Regions from separate parts of the Sus scrofa genome. Here region 2 is linked to region 1. A link is a contact called in public HiChIP or PLAC-seq data. All regions are on one chromosome and are shown on one strand. Each heading gives the region's core, a stretch centred on a gene start, on an enhancer-like site or on the middle of the called end of the contact. The rest is flanking DNA. Distances are from core to core; before and after follow the strand shown.

Evidence for each region. HiChIP or PLAC-seq counts read pairs in DNA pulled down with a chosen protein or histone mark.
Region 2: an H3K27ac HiChIP or PLAC-seq map of skeletal muscle shows a contact between it and region 1. The contact joins the promoter of HSPD1 here to the promoter of SF3B1 in region 1. A contact is called at or near these places in 1 of 5 promoter capture datasets (fetal liver), 12 of 47 Hi-C or Micro-C datasets (alveolar macrophages, epiblast stem cells, fetal liver and 5 more) and 2 of 2 datasets of contacts at active chromatin or transcription factors (alveolar macrophages and skeletal muscle).

The regions. Positions count from the first base shown.
Region 1 is chr15:101,336,084-101,339,981 of Sscrofa11.1, forward strand. SF3B1 (splicing factor 3B subunit 1) reads right to left here and starts at 1,935. Exons shown (of 26, transcript XM_001928794.4): 1 at 1,634-1,935. COQ10B (coenzyme Q-binding protein COQ10 homolog B, mitochondrial) reads left to right here and starts at 1,929. Exons shown (of 5, transcript XM_001928774.5): 1 at 1,929-2,227. The coding sequence starts at 2,106.
Region 2 is chr15:101,371,414-101,375,263 of Sscrofa11.1, forward strand. HSPD1 (heat shock protein family D (Hsp60) member 1) reads right to left here and starts at 2,085. Exons shown (of 12, transcript NM_001254716.1): 1 at 2,016-2,085; 2 at 945-1,120. The coding sequence starts at 1,118. It overlaps HSPE1 (heat shock protein family E (Hsp10) member 1), which reads left to right and starts at 2,606. Exons shown (of 4, transcript NM_214307.1): 1 at 2,606-2,668; 2 at 3,196-3,360. The coding sequence starts at 2,666.

The DNA of each region.
Region 1 (3,898 bases), core at 685-3,184:
TTCAGCTGCTGGCCTATGCCACAACCACAGCAACTTGGGATCTGAGCTGTGTCTGCAACCTACACCACAGTTCATGGTAACACCAGAACCTCAACCCACTGATTGAGGCCAGGGATTGAACATGCATCCTCATGGATACTAGTCAGATTTGTTTCTGCTGCACCACAACTGGAACTCACTGCATGTCTTTTTATATATAGTTTGTTCAAAACAAAACCCAAATAATGCCTCTTAAATCTTGGAAAGTTCAGCAGTCTCCTCACCCCCAGTTCTCCTTTACTTGACATTTGTTGATGAAATTAGGTCATTTGTCCCACAGAATTTTCCATATTCTGTATTTGGCAGGTTGTATCCTCTTGGTACCATTTAATATGTTCTATTCCTTGTTTAAACTGGTGTAACATAAAAGCTTGACCAGATTCAGATTCAATTATTTTGTCAAGAATACTTAATAGGTGGTGTTGTATCAAATATATTTTTGGCAGCATAACTGGTTTGGACTCTAACATACTGCTTCCCACAGGTCTCTGCTGAGTTTCAATTTACTACCAATCTTCTCCTATTGTAGAGACAGATTTTTAGCCCCCATTTGTGGAAGCACTGTCATCTACTAAAACTCAACCAGAGTTTATTATCACCTTTAAGTTTATATTATTCTTTCCTTTGCTGAGAAGTCAAATGAGTACTCTACACTGTCATCTATTACAAAAATTCCTTTATTTGCCTTATAAGTTTTAATTGGTAAACTATTCAATTGGGTGACTCAATTCAATAGATATTTTCTTGTGTCTGGGAAGAGTTCAGTGAGAAAATTTTGGATTTAACAAAAGAAGGCCTTGGCGTTCCCGTTGTGGCTCTGCGGTAATGAATCCGACTAGTATCCATGAAGATATGAGTTTGATTCTGGCCCTGCTCAGTGGGTTGCTGTAGCTGTGGCGGAGGCCAACAGCTGCAGCTCTGATTCAACCTCGAGCCTGGAAATTTCCATATTCCTAAAAAGTCCAAAAAAAAAAAAGCCTTATATTAAGTACACAAGTACATCATGTCTTGCACTGAAAATGTTAACAGGCCTTCTAGTTAACAATACCAGTAGTTTGCAATAGGAGTCAGTAGGATGTCCTAGTGCAATGCCTGTATTTTGTAGACAACTGGTAACCACTGGGGTATTGAGTGGGGGAGTAATACGGTTAAGATGTGTTTTAATGTAAATCAACTATACTTCAATAAAACTTTTTAAAACGTGTTTTAAAGCAATATGTTTGAGGCAATATTTAAAGTTCAAGACAAGAAGAGCAGGGACTGGGTATTCGAAAGTAATCTGATATTGGATTATTTCGATGCAGCTCAGAACCACCTCAATGGACAAGAACCTCCTGTGTTGTACTGGAAAATGCTTAATATGCTTTCTAGCAACGGATTTCAACTGCACAAAGCATTATCACATACGAACACCAATTAAAATGTTGCCTACACAGGCAGAAAGCAAACGCCCCCGAGTCTCTTTCCTAACGACATGGCCTTACACTGCCCTCACACCAACCTCACTGGGTAAGCACGGCAGGTACTGTATTAGACAATCATTAACAACAAGACTGACGGCCAGCAGGGATGGCAGGTCCGACCCAGCACTCACCGGTTTGGATAGTTACATAACTAACACCTAGAATTTCGGGCTTCCTCCCGCCCCCGGGCTGCGCTCATGTGGCGAGCCTCACGACCGGAAACAGCACCCAAGAGAACCGCGGCGGTTGACGAATCCGGGGAAGAGTTCCAGCGCGGGAAGGGGGGTGAGCGGTCACCGTGGACCTTACGTAAGGCGCCCAAGCGCGCGGCAGGAACTAGAGAGTGGCCGGCGGAAAGAGGTGGGTACCGATGGCCCTACGCCCCCTCTGATTGGCAGGAAGGATGACGAGCGCGTTTACAGGACGCCCTGCGGCAGTGGGAATGTGCGTCAGCTCTGCGCAATCTGGGAGGGAGAAGGGGCGTGTCTGGCGGCTCAGGGGGCCCGCCGATTGGCTGGAAGGCGCCGGCGCCGGGAAGGTCGGGCCCCGGGAAGGAGGGCGGTGCCGTCTGCCTGGTCCCAGAGGCGCACCGGCTTCGGTAAGATGTTTGTGGCAGCTCGGACAGGCCAGAGAACCTTGAGAAAGGTGGTCTCGGGATGCCGTCCAAAATCGGCGACAGCGACCGGAGTCCCGGCTCCTGCGCAGGGGCCTCCGCGGAACATCAGGTAATGAACAATGGGTTCGCCGCATTGGGGGTAGTTTTCCGCCCAGCCTTGCCGAGCAAAGGGACCGGGGTCATTTGGGGTGAAATAGGCGAGCCCGATGAGTTTCCCGGTCTCTGGAGAGAAAGGGTAGGTCTGCTGCCTTTGGGGCCGCGCGCATTCCCCGCCCGCCCCCCCGCGTTGGGCTGAGGCTCGCTGGCCTGTTCCGGATGCCCCGTCTGTTTGTAGTTCGTTGCCCTCGCGAGAGGCGGTGAATCATCCGCCTAGCGACTTTAGAAGCAGCTGATAAAGCAGCTCCGCGGAGGTGCCTTTGGGCTCTTCCGGGCCTACTTATGCTGCTCTCGGAAAGTTAACTGCAGCGCCAGAGTTGCGAGTTGATGGGTTTGTGGGAGTTTGTTGCCTGGCGGTGAGCGTGCCCAATGGCCAGACTTGCTTTCTCAGTTTCTTGTTAACAGTTTTTGCCCCCGGCCTTTGGTGCTTGCTAAACTCAATTGAAGCCGAAATAGGGGACTTGTGGATTTTGTTTTCCGTGCTGTTGGAGCTTAGCGATCCTGTAACACCTTGAGCCAGAATCTGCCTTCACTTTTCCTGGTTGTTGGGTTTTTTTTGTTAGGTGATGGAGGTGGAGACATGAAGGATTCCATACTTAGACCGCGTAGTTTCCATTTATTAATGACATTTTAATACATTATGCTCGAAAATTAAAATTAACGTTTAACATGAATTCCAGTTGTAAACTGTACAGGGTGGAGAGAGAAGGCACAAATTTGGATTCGCTCCAGAACTTTTAGATTCAATAAATTTTTTAAATACCAACAAGCCAAATTAGTAGCTTATTTTATTTCTACTGTTCTGCTTCATTTAGCAGAGTAACTATTACTAATTTTTATTGGTATACTACCACTTTAAAGCAAAGTGTATGAGTTTACTCAGAAAATGTTGTTAGTATTATTACTACCTTTAAAATTCACTGAACATATTTTTAAGGATTTTCAGGAACACATGACACCCTTAGTCTAAGAGATGAATCTACGGGATAAGTTCATTCATACAGTTCATGTATTTGATCCTTTTCCACAGTCATGCAGCATTTAGTTAACCATTTTCATTGACTTATCTTACATTACCTTTGGAAATAAACCCATCTAATTTTTATAAACAGCTTTAATTTTTCAAAAGCTTTTTCTTGTATTTTTGAAGCCATATTCTCAGGTATCCCCCTCATCTGCTGGCTGAGTGTTCTTCAACCATTCTTACCATTCTTTTTTTTTTTTTTTTTTTTTTTTTTTGGTCTCACCCACAGCATATGGAAACTCCCAGGCCAGGAGTCAAATCCCAGCCAAAGCTGTGGCAACACTGGGTCCTTAACCCACGATGTGACAGTGGGAACTCGTTCTCAGCCATTCTTTAATCTGATTTTCTCTTCCCAGTCAAACTGAAGAGTGTCAGTGTTCTTTAAGAAATGTTACTTATATGTAAATCAGGTTTTATATAACTTGAACTTTCACCAGGCCACTCGATTACTCTTAAAAAATAACTTGAAGACCTGATTTATGAACTAGCACCCTCTTACTTGGAACTCTTCAATAACTTCTCATTGAGAATAAATTCCAAGTCAAGCATAATTTCTCCTGACCCATAATCCTCAACACAGTCCAGTTCCAACCTTCTCTA
Region 2 (3,850 bases), core at 835-3,334, 35 kb after region 1:
TGAACCTTAAGAGCAAGTTTATCATCGTTCTTAGTTTACAGATAAAATGACCTCTGTTTTGAAGTGCAAAACCTTGGATTAGATGTTACAGGAGATAAAATTGAAAGAAAAAAAAGATATCATTTTATAAAAAGAAAACAAGATAAACCAATACCAATTGGCAGATAATGAAATTATAGAAAAATCTTCACATAATTTAAACTCAAGTTTAGTCCAGTGCCTACTACCTACAACAGTAATGTGAAAACTTACTTTTGAAGCATCACTCTACCTTGAAGGATCCTCAAAAAGGCTTTTTCAGGGGTTCCCTTGGTGGCTCAGTGCTAACGAACCCAACCAGTATCCATGAGAACCCAGGTTCGATCCCTTGCCTCACTCAGTGGGTTAAGGATCTGGCGTTGCCCAAAGGTGTGGTGTAGGTTGCAGATGCAGCTCCAATTTGACCCCCTAGCCTGGGAAATTCCACATGTCGAGGGTTTGGCCCTAAAAAGACCAAAAAAAGAAAAAAAAAAATCTTTTTTGAAATTACTCATTACCCCCTCACTCATCAATCACTTGTTAAACTAGACTTAAAATTTTAAATGTGCTTTGGAACAGAAGGGATAGCATAAAAACATCAAGTAAAACTAGTAGCTACAAGCACATACTTAAGGCATTGTGGACTAACATTTTTCCCTGTATACTTGGTACTAACTACTGAGAAAGGATCCAAAATTTAACTCAAGCAAGAAAGTGAGATTCATTCCACCTTGAGTTTAACAATCCATCTTGAGCTACAAGTTACCATCCGATTACATCACACCTTGTACAAAATAGTTTGGCAAATGTGGCAGCAGTAGTTTTGGATACCAAAGCACTGTTGAGTATCTTGGCGTGGCTCTTGCCATCAGCAAAACAGGATTCCTTAACAATACTGTAAGTTAACAAAATAAGAATACTGGTACCTTTGGCCCCATAGTAACGGCTACAGCATCCGCTAAAAGATCTACACCTTGAAGCATTAAGGCTCGAGCATCTGCACCAAATTTTACATCTTTGGCATAAGCCCGAGTGAGATGAGGAGCCAGTGCCCTGGACACCGGCCTAATCTGACGAAGGACTGCGGGTAATCGAAGCATTTCTGGGGGAGAAACAAGTAGATCGTCAGTACAATATTAGCACTACCCGTGGTGTGTTACAACACAAACATGACCCTCGTGAAACAGAATAAATGCCAGAAGTGAGCTGAGCTGACCTCACCTCTACCAGCCTAGACACCAGGGCTTGGGAACACACCACAGCCTCAGAACACCCGCTACTGGCGCAAGCTTTAAGAGGCCGCCCCAAGCCTTGACCTACAGCACTAGCAAAAAGCACATCCATCTTCCCCATGGCCACCAACTCTTGACGCTGAAAAACGAGTTAATCTTTCACCGCTAAAGTGGCCTTGAGAGCAAAACCGCGCCGATCGTCTCCCGAAAAACGAATGACCAGGGAAGTAAAAAATACTGACAGTGCAAATATCCTTATTAAAATGGTTCTTCATGTATCCACTCGGGGCTACTGTATCATTGCAGCAGGCAAAGCCGCGAAACTGGGGGCGGCGGCCCGGCCCACTCCGCGTGGCCCCACGTGTCTTTCCATCAGGACGCCCCAGCAAGGTCAAAGTTGGAGGCGCGGCACCCCAGCTGGCCGCAGGGTCACAGGCCGTTGCCATGGGCTGCGACCACCCTCCAGGGAACCCCCACACCCGGCCAGAAGCGGATTGCACCGGAGGAACCATGTGCATAACACTCCACAGATTACACACTAACTCCGGGACAAGCCCTCCCTGCTGCGTCCTGCCCGGGCGAGCTATCCACACCGCACGTGATGGGCCCCCGCAAGGACCCACGAGGCCTGGCGCAGCGGGCCTGGGCCTGCAGCGCCGTGTGGGGAAGCTCTGGCTCTTGCCGCCAGCCCTCTCGGGGCAGCAGTCGAAGGACGGCTCCGGGGTCCGAGGCGCATGAGTTGAGGCGGCGCGGGACGCCGCGTACCTGCGGGGCAGCGGCACGGCGTGCGGGCAGCGAGACGGACCGTCGGCGGCGAGTGAGGGACAGAGTGCAAGGCGCACACAGCAAAGAGCCCGTGTCTCCTCCCTCCGCCGTTCCCCCCGCCCCTCCGCAGAGCGCGTGCGGGCGGCTCCCGCCCTCTTCCCGTCCGCTCGGGCCCTGCAATCTGCACGCGCCTGGCACCAGTCCCGCCCCTCCCCGCCCGCGCTAGTCCAGGCCGGCGGACTCAGCCCTCCCTGGCCGAGTTAGGCTAGTTCCCGGGCTGCGCGCCGTTCCAGAACTTTCCGGGGAGGGCCGCGCTCTGTGTGGGTCAAGGGTCACAGCGCGTCATTTCCGGGAGGGGGGCAAAGGGCTAGTATTTTCACCTCGCCCGGCGGCCTAGAAAAGCCTAGAAAAAGCTCGTCTTTTCTTCCGCCTCCGGGTCCGCGCGTCAGTGACCTGCGCAGATCCCAAGAGACGAATCGCGGCGCGCGCGGGTGCGGCCGCCCCCTCTAGCGGGGAGGGGCTGGGGGCGGGGGCGAGCGCGCCTGCGCGCTCGGCGGCCTTTTCCCGAGTTCACGTGGACGGAGGGCAGTACTGCAGGTCTTTCCTTGCGGCGGCTTGAGAGCAGGCTAGCAGTTGCGGTGGCCGGGGTCATGGTGAGTCCCGCGTGGCTGGGGACCCGTGAGCCTGGGGCGCACGGACTATTTCTTTGGGGCCTAGCAGGCAGGGTAGGGGTCAGTCAGGGACCGGTCCCCACCCGAATCCTGGAGAAGCGAGGCCCCACCGACCTTTTCCCTATGCTTTGGGTTATTTGCACGCGCGTGTGAGACAGCGTGTGGTCAGGGGGCGGGAATCCGGATGCACACGCGGCGGCGGCCGATCCACTTCTGCGCGGCATTAGTGGGTGTGTAATTGTCGTGGAAAAAGAATGTCTTCAGACAAAGGGACTAAAATGTTTGCCGGCAGTTTCCAGAAAAATCCGAGGACGGAGGATACTTGACCTTGGAGTAATCTGAAGTTGCCCTTAAGTTCCTCTGGATATTGACCAGAGGTGCTACGACGACCCTGACAGACCCAGGGAATGGGAAGTTAAACTCAGAACGCAGAGCTGAAGATTCAGAAGTATTTACTTTGAGTTAATAGACTCAATGTTGGCATTGTCTAATATTTTTTTTTTCTGCAGGCAGGACAAGCATTTAGAAAGTTTCTTCCTCTCTTTGATCGAGTATTAGTTGAAAGAAGTGCAGCTGAAACGGTAACCAAAGGAGGCATTATGCTTCCAGAAAAATCTCAAGGAAAAGTATTGCAAGCAACCGTAGTAGCTGTTGGATCAGGCTCTAAAGGAAAGGTAAACGGGGACTAAAATGGAACTAATTTTTATGTAAAATGTAGAGGAGGAGTCCTTTTTAGATAATTTATTTTAATGATTATTATTTAGTGGGTGTATGAAGTAAAATCGCTTATTTTATGTGATGAAGGGAGAGTTCCAGCTTGTTAAAATCAATAGGCATAGTTATGGGTAAAGATAACCTGTGGGGGCTCTTTCGGACTTGAGGGGAAATTTGAGCTCTGGGTTTAATCTCTAACGCATTGAAATTGTCCTTATACTTTAATCACCTTTTGCTTTAATTGTCATATAAAGGAAATTGGCTGGATTATCCTAGCCATTCTCAAGTTGAGGGTTAGATCTCAGACCTCTAGAAGTGTCAGCTAGAATTCACAATACATGCCCCTTGGGGTCAATTATGTTTACTGAAGTGTTCCACTTACCTCTAAGAAAGTTCTAGCAAGGAGCTGTTTCGGAGTTAGGAATAGGAAGGCTTTGGTGCTCAGCTTCA